2 separate regions of the Oryctolagus cuniculus genome follow, and region 2 is linked to region 1. The links are chromatin contacts, called in public Hi-C maps. All regions are on one chromosome and are shown on one strand. The core of a region is the stretch at or near the end of the contact, and the rest is flanking DNA. Distances in the headings are between cores, read along the strand shown.

What was found. A called contact is a pair of places that touch in the nucleus more often than the background predicts.
Region 2: a contact with region 1 is called in a Hi-C map of liver, with 6 times the contacts expected there. The contact joins the promoter of LOC127483174 here to the enhancer-like site in region 1. A contact is called at or near these places in 2 of 6 Hi-C or Micro-C datasets (embryonic fibroblasts and liver).

What each region holds. Positions count from the first base shown.
Region 1 is chr8:77,406,778-77,411,581 of mOryCun1.1, reverse strand. All of the region lies in intron 2 of LOC103350759 (a long non-coding RNA gene), which reads left to right. It also overlaps a transcript of LOC100008640 not described here. Among named protein-coding and RNA genes, the nearest start is that of PPM1K, 58 kb to the right of the region's middle. Within about 2 kb of position 2,876, at least 3 of the 8 cell types and tissues checked have an H3K27ac peak or open chromatin away from gene starts, as enhancers often do.
Region 2 is chr8:77,552,567-77,557,370 of mOryCun1.1, reverse strand. LOC127483174 (polycystin-2-like) reads left to right here and starts at 2,506. Exons shown (of 7, transcript XM_070047874.1): 1 at 2,506-2,766.

The DNA.
Region 1 (4,804 bases), core at 1,627-4,126:
GTTGCTGAGAGGAAAACAAATGAGTTGAACTATGTAAACTATTTATAAAAGTGTCCAGCAATTGCAAATACTCAGTAAGTGTAAGCTATTATTTCTATTCAAAGGCTGAAACAACACAGCATTTTATAAAGTCCATCATGCCAGGAGATGGCATATCTGTCTGCTGTTGGGGAGAAATTAGGAATTATTTCAATGTATCACAAGTATGGGCCCAAAAATGTGGAAAATAGCACATTGTGACAAAAGTTGTTCTGTAGACCAGAAAGTTGCTTTGGATATACTTAAATAAGGCAAGGCTATTTAGTGATTCTGCTATAATTTAAAGTAGAATTACTTAAAAAAAAAAAAGTACAGAAACACTCTAAGTATGAGGTTCATGCTGAAGCAAGACTATGAAAACTGCAGGAAATAAAGATCACTGCCTAACAGGAGTGAAAGTGAGATTTACAAATAAAAGGCAAAGGGGCAGAGTGGTTAGATAGCCCAGGGCTGAGAGTTCCTACACCCTCCCACCCCGCCCCGTGCTGTCCTCATCTCTTAATGTACATCAGAATCACCTAGGAAGCTGCATAAGAAATGTAGAGGCCCAGGCTTGCACTGTGTAGGTTGCTCCGCCTGCATCCCATGTGAGCGCTGGTTCTAGTCCAGCGGCTCCTCTTCCGATCAAGTTCCCTGCTAGGGCCTAGGAAAGCAGTAGAAGATGGCCCAAGCCCTTGGGCCCCTCACCTGTGTAGGAAACCTGGAAGAAGCTTCAGGCTCCTGGCTTCAGATCATCCCAGCTCCAGCTATTGTGGCCATTTGGGGAATGAACCAGAGTATGGAAGATTTTTCTCTCTGTCTCTACCTAAGGAAAGGAATCTGAAAGAAAGGAAGGAAAAAATGCAGAGGCCTAGGTTCCTTGAAGTAGAGTAGGATGAGATCTGGCCTTTGTGTTTTACCCAAATTCTCCAGGTGATTGTGATGGGGACCACAGTTTGATGTAGACCACTTATCCAATTCCTCCCTTGCTACTCAAAGGGTTGGGGAAGACCATCATGGCTTCACCTGGGAGCTGGATAGAAATGCAGACTCTTGGCCGGCGCCGCAGCTCAATAGGCTAATCCTCCGCCTGCAGCGCCAGCACACTGGGTTCTAGTCCCGGTCAGGGTGCCAGATTCTGTCCCGGTTGCCCCTCTTCCAGACCAGCTCTCTGCTATGGCCCGGGAGTGCAGTGGAGGATGGCCCAGGTGCTTGGGCCCTGCACCCCATGGGAGACCAGGAGAAGCACCTGGCTCCTGGTTTCAGATCAGCGCGATGCGCTGGCAGCAGTACACCGGCTGTGGCGGCCATTGGAGGGTGAACCAACAGCAAAAGGAAGACCTTTCTCTCTGTCTCTCTCTCTCTCTCTCACTGTCCACTCTGCCTGTCAAAAAAAAAAAAAAAAAAAAGAAAAGAAAAGAAAAATAAATGAAGACTCTTGTGCACCATTCCAGACCCATGCTCAGAATCAGTGCATATGCTTATCAAGGTCCACAGATGACTCGTATACACTGTTAAGTGTTGAGAAGCCCCAGTCCTCAAGCTGTCAGCATTTAGAGTCTCTTGGGAGAGATTCTGATTTAATTGGTATGGGTATGACCTATACTTGGAGGTCTTTAGCAGATGAAACCACCACCTGCAGTGCTGACAATCCCATATGGGTTCCGGTTCAAGTTCCAGCAGCTCCTCTTCTGACCCAGCTCCCTGCTAATGTGCCTGAGAAAGCAGCAGAGGATGGCCCAAGTGCTTGAGCCCCTATACCCACGTGGGAGAATGGAAGAAGCTCCAGGCTCCTGACTTCAGACCGGCCTAGCTCTGGCCATTGCTGCCATTTGGGGAGTGACCCAGCGGATAGAGGACCTCACTCTGCCTCTCTATAATTCTACCTTTTAAATAAGTTTTAAAAAATAAAACCACCTCAGGCTATTTACAATTCTGGCTAGTTCAAAGAATTTTTTTTTTTTGGACAGGTAGAGTTATAGACAGTGAGAGAGACAGAGAAAAAGGTCTTCCTTCTGTTGGTTCACCCCCCCCAAATGGCCACCATGGGCGCTGCTGCACCGATCTGAAGCCAGGAGCCAGGTGCTTCTTCCTGGTCTCCCATGTGGGTGCAGGGGCCCAAGTACTTAGGCCATCCTCCACTGCCCTCCCGGGCCACAGCAGTGAGCTGGACTGGAAGAGGAGCAACCCGGTGCCCATATGGGATGCTGGTGCCGCAGGCAGAGGATTAACCAAGTGAGCCATGGCGCCAGCCCCCAAAGGATTTTATCAACCATAGTATGAGCAGGAATGGATTTAAAATTTTTTTCCACTAAAGTTTTAATCTTTTAATTCCATTTTCCATGACCCTTTTGAAGTCCCCTTATATTGTTTCAGGGGCAGGTGTTTGGCATAGTGCTTAACGTGCTGCTTAGGATGCCCATATCTCATATTGGAGTGTCTGGGTTTGAGGCCTGGCTCGGCTTCCAATTCTAGCTTCCTGCCAGTGTGCACTCTGAGAGGTAGCAGATGATGTCTCAACTACCTGGGTCCCTGCCACCCGGGTGAGAGACCCAGGATTCAGTTCTAGTTCCTAGATCTTCACTTCAGTCTAGCCCAATTCTGGCTGTTGCAAGTATTTGAGGGGTGAACTGGTAGACAGGAGATCTTTCTCTCTCCCCTCCCCTTTCAAATAAGTAAAATAAATACACAGCTATTTAAAAACAAAAATATTTGTTTCAATAGTAGTACTTGACTTTCATATTTGCAGTAGGTGGGTTCTCGATAGAAATAGACATGAATCCAAGGTCCTAAGCTGCTCCAGTATCTGCCAGTGAAATACAAAACATGTTTGCATATCCCTTAAAACAGGAAGATCCGGCTGGCTGGAACAATGTTACCCAGTTAGTGAAGACCATAGCAAGTCCGTAGTCTTGGCATTGCTTCCTTAAAGCTGCTTCCTTCTTGGCCAGGAGTTGTCGGTCTTTTCCTGAAGCACATCGACCCACAGGGACGCATTAGGAAATGTCCAAAGAATTCCTACAGTTCTGTTTCCTTCAGTGTCCCCTGGCAGAGACCTTGACAGCCTCTTCTCTGAAGTACAATGGGCAAACATGTTTGTCCTGGGCCTTCTCTTTAGGTAACAACTGGAAGGTCTTCCAGAGACTCTAGCAGGTTGCAACACATCGCTTCGGCAGCAGCACATCACCCCTCTTGACTCTTTCTACAGGTTCATTTGGTAAAAGCAAGATTCTAATCATAAAAGCACATAAGCACGAAACCTGGAGGGTATGCATTCCTGTTATGTTTTGACTTGCAAAAGATCTTTTCTCTCCCAAAAAAAGTAGGGATCCGAACTTTATTTTTCTTTCCTTTCCTTTTTTTGTTTTAAAAAGATTTATTTATTTATTTGAAAGGCAGAGTTACAGAGTGGCAGAGAGAGAGAGGTCACCCATCTGCTGGTTCACTTCCCAAATGGTCACAACAACTGGAGCTGGACTGATCTAAAGCCAGGAGCTTCTTCGGGTCTCCCACAGGGATGCAGGGGTCCAAGGACTTGAGCCATCTTCCACTGCTTTCCCAGGCCATAGCAGAGAGCTAGACTGGAAGTGGAGCAGCCGGGACGTGAATTGGTGGTGGCTTTAACCTCAATGGCACAGTGCTGACCCCAAGGAATCTGAACTTTTGCACTACTTTTATTTATTTATTTATTTATTTTTAATTTATTTGACAGGTAGAGTTAGAGAGAGAGAGACAGAGAGAAAGATATTCCTTCCATTGGTTCACTCTCCAAATGGCCACAACGGCCCGAGCTACGCCAATCCAAAGCCATGAGCCAGGAGCTTCCTCCTGGTTTCCCATGCGGGTGCAGGGGCCCAAGTACTTGGGCCATCCTCCACTGCTATGCCAGGCCACAGCAGAGAGCTAGACTGGAAGAGAAGCAACTGGGACTAAAACCGGCGCCCACATGGGATGCCGGTGCCGCAGGCGGAGGATTAACCTAGTGCACCACGGCACCAGCCCCTGCACTACTTTTCTACAGATAGAATTATTTCAACCTACTTGGTGTTGAAAAGAAAAACTAAAAATATGAATGACTCATGGAGGCATACTTCATTCTAAAAACTTGCCCTCTTGCACTTTCATAAAAATACTCTTATCAGTCTATCAATTCCATCAATTCTTCCTTTGTAATGTGTAGGGATTCTGTTTCTTCGTAACCTCTGATCATACATTTCTTAGTCCTTTATCATTACATATCTGACCATTTTCTATATTTTCTGCCAATGGCATTCCCTCTCTCCTCCAACTTGAACTGTCTTACACCTTGTCCCAGGATAGTTTTTTTTTTTTTTTTTTTTTTTTAAGATTTATTTATTTTGGGGCCAGCATTATGGTATAGAGGGTAAAGCCACTGCCTGCAGTGACGGCATCTCATATGGGCACTGGTTCAAGTCCCAGCTGCTCCACTTCTGATCCAGCTCTCTGCTATGGCCTGAGAAAGCAGTAGAAGATGGCCCAAGTCCTTGGGACCCTGCACCTGTATGGGAGACCTGGCAGAAGCTTTTGGCTCCTGGCTTCGAATTGGCGCAGCTCCAGCCCTTGCGGCCAATTGGGAGTGAAACAGCAGATGAAAGACCTCTCTCTCTCTCACTCTTTCTCTCTCTCTCTCTGTGTGTAACTCTTTCAAATAAATAAATTTAAGAAAGATTTATTTTATTTGAAAGAGTTACAGAGAGGGAGAGGGAGAACTTCCATCCACTGGTTCACTCCCAAGATGACTGCAAAGTCCCGGGCTGGTCCAGGC
Region 2 (4,804 bases), core at 1,257-3,756, 150 kb before region 1:
ACAGTACAAATAAGTGGCAGAGCACCTCAGAGAGTGCAGTGCAGGCCTTCTCTAGGAAGAAGAGAGCCCCTATCCTCAAAGAGTTGTGCACTTTTGCCTCCTTGTTTCAGCAAAAGAGGAGTTAAGGGTACAGATTGCAAGCATGTTAGACCAATGGAAATCAGATGTTTTAACTGAGCCAAAGTCACTGATAATGATTGGGGTACACTCCCAGAATTTGAAATTTAGCATGTTGGTGGGAGTCCTGGGGGTGGTGCTAATGATATGCAAGGTTGGCTAATGAAAGCTGGGATTCATTAATAGTCTAGAGTTAATGGGGCTGAAATGCCAGGAATTCCCTAATATACTCTTCAGGGAAATAGAACTGGTCCACTATGTTCTACCTCCTCAGCCACTCACTAACTTGACGCTTGTGGGAAGAGCTATTAAGAGAGAATAGAAAATGCATCAGGGAGGCAGGCTCTTCCTGAGGAGCCCTGAGGTCAGAAACAGTGGAGGACAAGACAACAGCAGAAATGCATGCACTTAGCCCAGTGGGAATAAGGGAATTCAAGCATGTTCAAGGCCAAGTGGGAGTGTGTCAGTGTCAGGGACAATGTGGTCCACTTTCCCAAGTCACAGAGATGGAGCAGTAATCAGACTGCTCAACCTGCTGTGCCCTGTGGCAAGGAGCTTCCAAGAAATCAGAAATCAGAAATCAGAAACTGACTGCTTCCTATGATGCTGCTTGACATAGGGAGGCAGGAAATAAAATCTAGGTCTGCTAGGGCAGAAACCCAATCCAAACTACCAGTGTGCCTTCCACCTAATAACCCACAACTGAGTCAGTTCAGAGTCTGAGAGTCCCTGGTGCCCCTGACAAAAGTTCTTGCAATATAGCAGTAGGTGTATTCCAGGGATCTTCCACTAAGCCAGTGCACTACGGACATTCTGGGCTGGGCATTTCCTTGTTGTGGGGGCCATCCTGGGTATGATGGGAGGTTTAGCAGCATCTCTGGTCTCTATATCCTGGATGCCAGAAGCATTTCCACTCGCTAATTGTGACAAATATTTTCCAAATATTCCCAGGTAGTAGGATTACCAGATTTAGCAACTAAAAATACTGACTAAATTGGAATTTTGGTTTCAAACTATTGGATGGGCCATACTTATATCCAAGATTATTATTCTATACATGTATCAAAGCATCACATAATATCCTATAAATATGTACAATTTTAATATATTTACATATTTTTATTTCATTTAAAATATTGGGTTTTTGGTCTTAAAATTAACTGGGCACTTGTATGATGTATTCAGAGTGGCAAGTTATGGAAATGAGCAGACAGATGGAGTCTTGGTCTGACTTAGGCTGACAGTTGCCCCCCACAGGGAGCACCAGCTGTTATGGTAGGAAGCATCAAATGCAATCTCCCAACCTACCCTCTCACTCCTGCCTTTTTGCTACCAAGATAAGAACCCAGAGATAATACAGGCTGAGCATTCCTAATACAAAAATTTGAAATCCAAAATACTCCAAAACCCAAAACTTTTTGAGCATTGATTTGATGTCACAAGTGGAAAATTCCATACCTGACCATATGGGCTGAGTTGCAGTTAAAACACAGATGCTCTAAAAATATTGTATAAAATTGCCATCCGGCTATGTGTATAAGGTGTATATTGAAATGTAATTTAATTTCATGTTTAGAGGTGGGTACCAAGGTATACCCTAAGATATTTCATTGTGTATAAACAAATATTTCAAAATGTGATCAAAAATTCAAAACCTAAAACACTTCCAGTACCAAACATTTCAGATGAGTGTTACTCGATCTGCACCACTTTCCCAGGAGAATTGTAGATTTAATACCACCACAGGGACTTCTGGGATACAGGGGCAGTAATTCAACTGATATTCCAATTTAATTCATCTAGTTGGCTGGTATGACAGTCAGATGGGTCACACAGAAGGGCATTACATTACTCTAATCCTAACCAATTGGTGATGCCAATCTCAGTGGTGGTTCAAGATGAGGTATCTTGGGGACTGGTGTTGTGGTGCAGTGGGTTAAGTCAATGCTTGTGATGCTGGTATCTCATACTGGAGGGTTAGTTTATGTCCTGGCTGCATTGCTTCTGATCCAGCTCCCTGATAATGCACCTGGGAAAGCAGTGGAAGATGACCCAAGTGCTCCCCATGTGAGAGACCTGGATGAAGTTCCTGGCTCCTGGCTTTGGCCTGGCCCAGCTCTCTCTGTTGCAACCATTTGGGGAGTGAATCAGCAGATGGAAAAATCTCTGTGTCTCTTCCCCTTCTCTGTTACTCTGCATTTAAATAAATAAATAATCTGTTTAAAGGATCTTAGTATCTCAGTATCTTACAAGAGAAAATTGATATAGCACCTGGTACCTTATAAGCAGATATTCAAGGAGAGAGGCGCCTTTCTCTGAAGGGAGGAAGGAACCTCCACTGTGATATGGCCTTGACTAAACAAGTTCAGAGTCGGTGAACTCAAGGGGCTTCCATAGCCTAGACAGCTCATAGCAAGAGTCTTCGGTGATTGCTGATGTCATAAATAAGAGTGCCAATTGTTAAATCAACAATGGGAGTCACTGGGTACATGCTCCCCACGTAGGATCTCTGTCCTTAATGTGTTTTACTATGAAACTTAAAAACAACACTACTAGTTGAACAATACCCTATACCTTGTGTGGTTGTGTGAGTACAGCCTGTTGAAATCCTTACTTAGTATATACTAAGTTGATCTTCAGTATATGAAGGTAATTGAAAATGAAACTCGATGAAGGGCAGGATGGGAGAGGGAGTGGGAAAGGGGAGGGCCACGGGAGGGAGGGAGGTGGGGGGGCACAACAATACAAAAGTTACACTTTGTAAATTCACATTTATTAAATAAAAAAAACTATATAACAAACAAAAAAAAGAAAAAGAAAAAAAAAACTTAATACTTTACCCTTTTAGTATTTTTTATGTTCTACTTAAAACTATTGGTTGAACTCTGTAATTAATACACAATTACTCTTAGGTGTTTAATTAATGCTATAAAACTAGTACTCAAATAGTATTTTACACTTTGTGTTTCTGTGTGGGTGCAAACTGTTGAAATAGTTACTTAATATATGCTAAATTGATCTTCTGTATATGAAGATAATTGAAAATTAATCTTGATGTGAATGGAAGGGGAGAGGGAGAGGGGGAGGGGAGTGTTGTGGGTGGGAGGGAAGTTATGCGGGGGGGAAGCTATTGTAATCCATAAGCTGTACTTTGGAAATTTATGTTCATTAAATAAAATTTAAAAAGCAGATATTTACCTATCAAATAAGTGTTTCCTTTCTTATCGATTAGGAAAACTAAAACAGCTTGCATTTACCTGGCAAGAACAATAACATACATTCATGTTCACCTATATACCTACGGCAGCTCTGGCATCCCATATGGGCACGGATTTGAATCTTGCCTGCTTCACTTCTGATCCAACTCTCTGCTACGGCCTGGGAAAGCAGTAGAGGCTGGCCCAAGTGCTTGGGCCCCTGCACCCACATGGAAGACCTGGAAGAAGCTCCTGGCTTCGGATTGGATCATCTCTGGACATTGCCGCCATTGGGGAAATGAACCAGTGGATGAAAAACCTCTCTCTGTTAACTCTGTCTTTCAAATAAGTGAAATATTTCTTTAAAGAAAGTACAAAGTAGAAAACTCTTCACTTACATGTATGAGTGCCAAAAGGTGGGAGTTAAACCTCTTTTTTTATATAAATTATTACTTTTTTGGAAGATTTATTTATTTATTTGAAAGGTGGTTTACAGAGAAAAAGGAGAGACAGACACAGACTGATTCACTCACCAAATGGCTGCAGTAGCTGGAGCTGTGCCAGGGGTTCCATCTGGGTTTCCCATGCGGGGCAGGGGTCCATGTACTTGTGTCATCTTCCACTGCCTTCCCGGTGCATTAGCAGGGAAGTAGATTGAAAGCAGAACAGTTGATTCTCAAACAAGCACCCATATGGGATGCCAGCATCACAGGTGGCAACTTGCTCACTGCGCCACAATGCTGGCCCGAGGATATCCCTTTTTAAAAGCAAGTTTATTTATTTATTTATTTGAAAGGAAGAGTGAGTGAGAGAGAGAGAGAGCGAGATTTTCTATCTGCTGGCTCACTCCCCAAATGCCTGCAATAGCCAGGGCTGGGCTAGGCTGAAACCAGGAGCCAGGAACTCCATCTGGGTCTCCCATGTGGGTGACAGGGACCTAGTTATTGAGCCATCATCTGCTGCCTGCCAATGTGTGTGCATGGACATTTAGGAATGGACAGTGTGAAAGTTTTGTGCCACGTGTATGTTCAACAGCAGGTGTCGTTGGTGGTAGAGAGTTTTAAACTCTAGGCCGGCGCCGTGGCTCACTAGGCTAATCCTCCGCCTAGCAGCGCCGGCACACTGGGTTCTAGTCCCGGTCGGGGCGCCGGATTCTGTCCCAGTTGCCCCTCTTCCAGGCCAGCTCTCTGCTGTGGCCAGGGAGTGCAGTGGAGGATGGCCCAAGTGCTTGGGCCCTGCACCCCATGGGAGACCAGGAGAAGCACCTGGCTCCTGCCTTCGGATAAGCACGGTGCGCCGGCGGCAGCGCGCCTGCCGCGTCGGCCATTGGAAGGTGAACCAACGGCAAAGGAAGACCTTTCTCTCTGTCTCTCTCTCTCTCACTGTCCACTCTGCCTGTCAAAAATAAATAAATAAATAAATAAACAAACAAACAAACTCTGATGGTCAAGAGAATCTATTTTGTGAGTGAGTGTGAGCAAGCCTCTGCA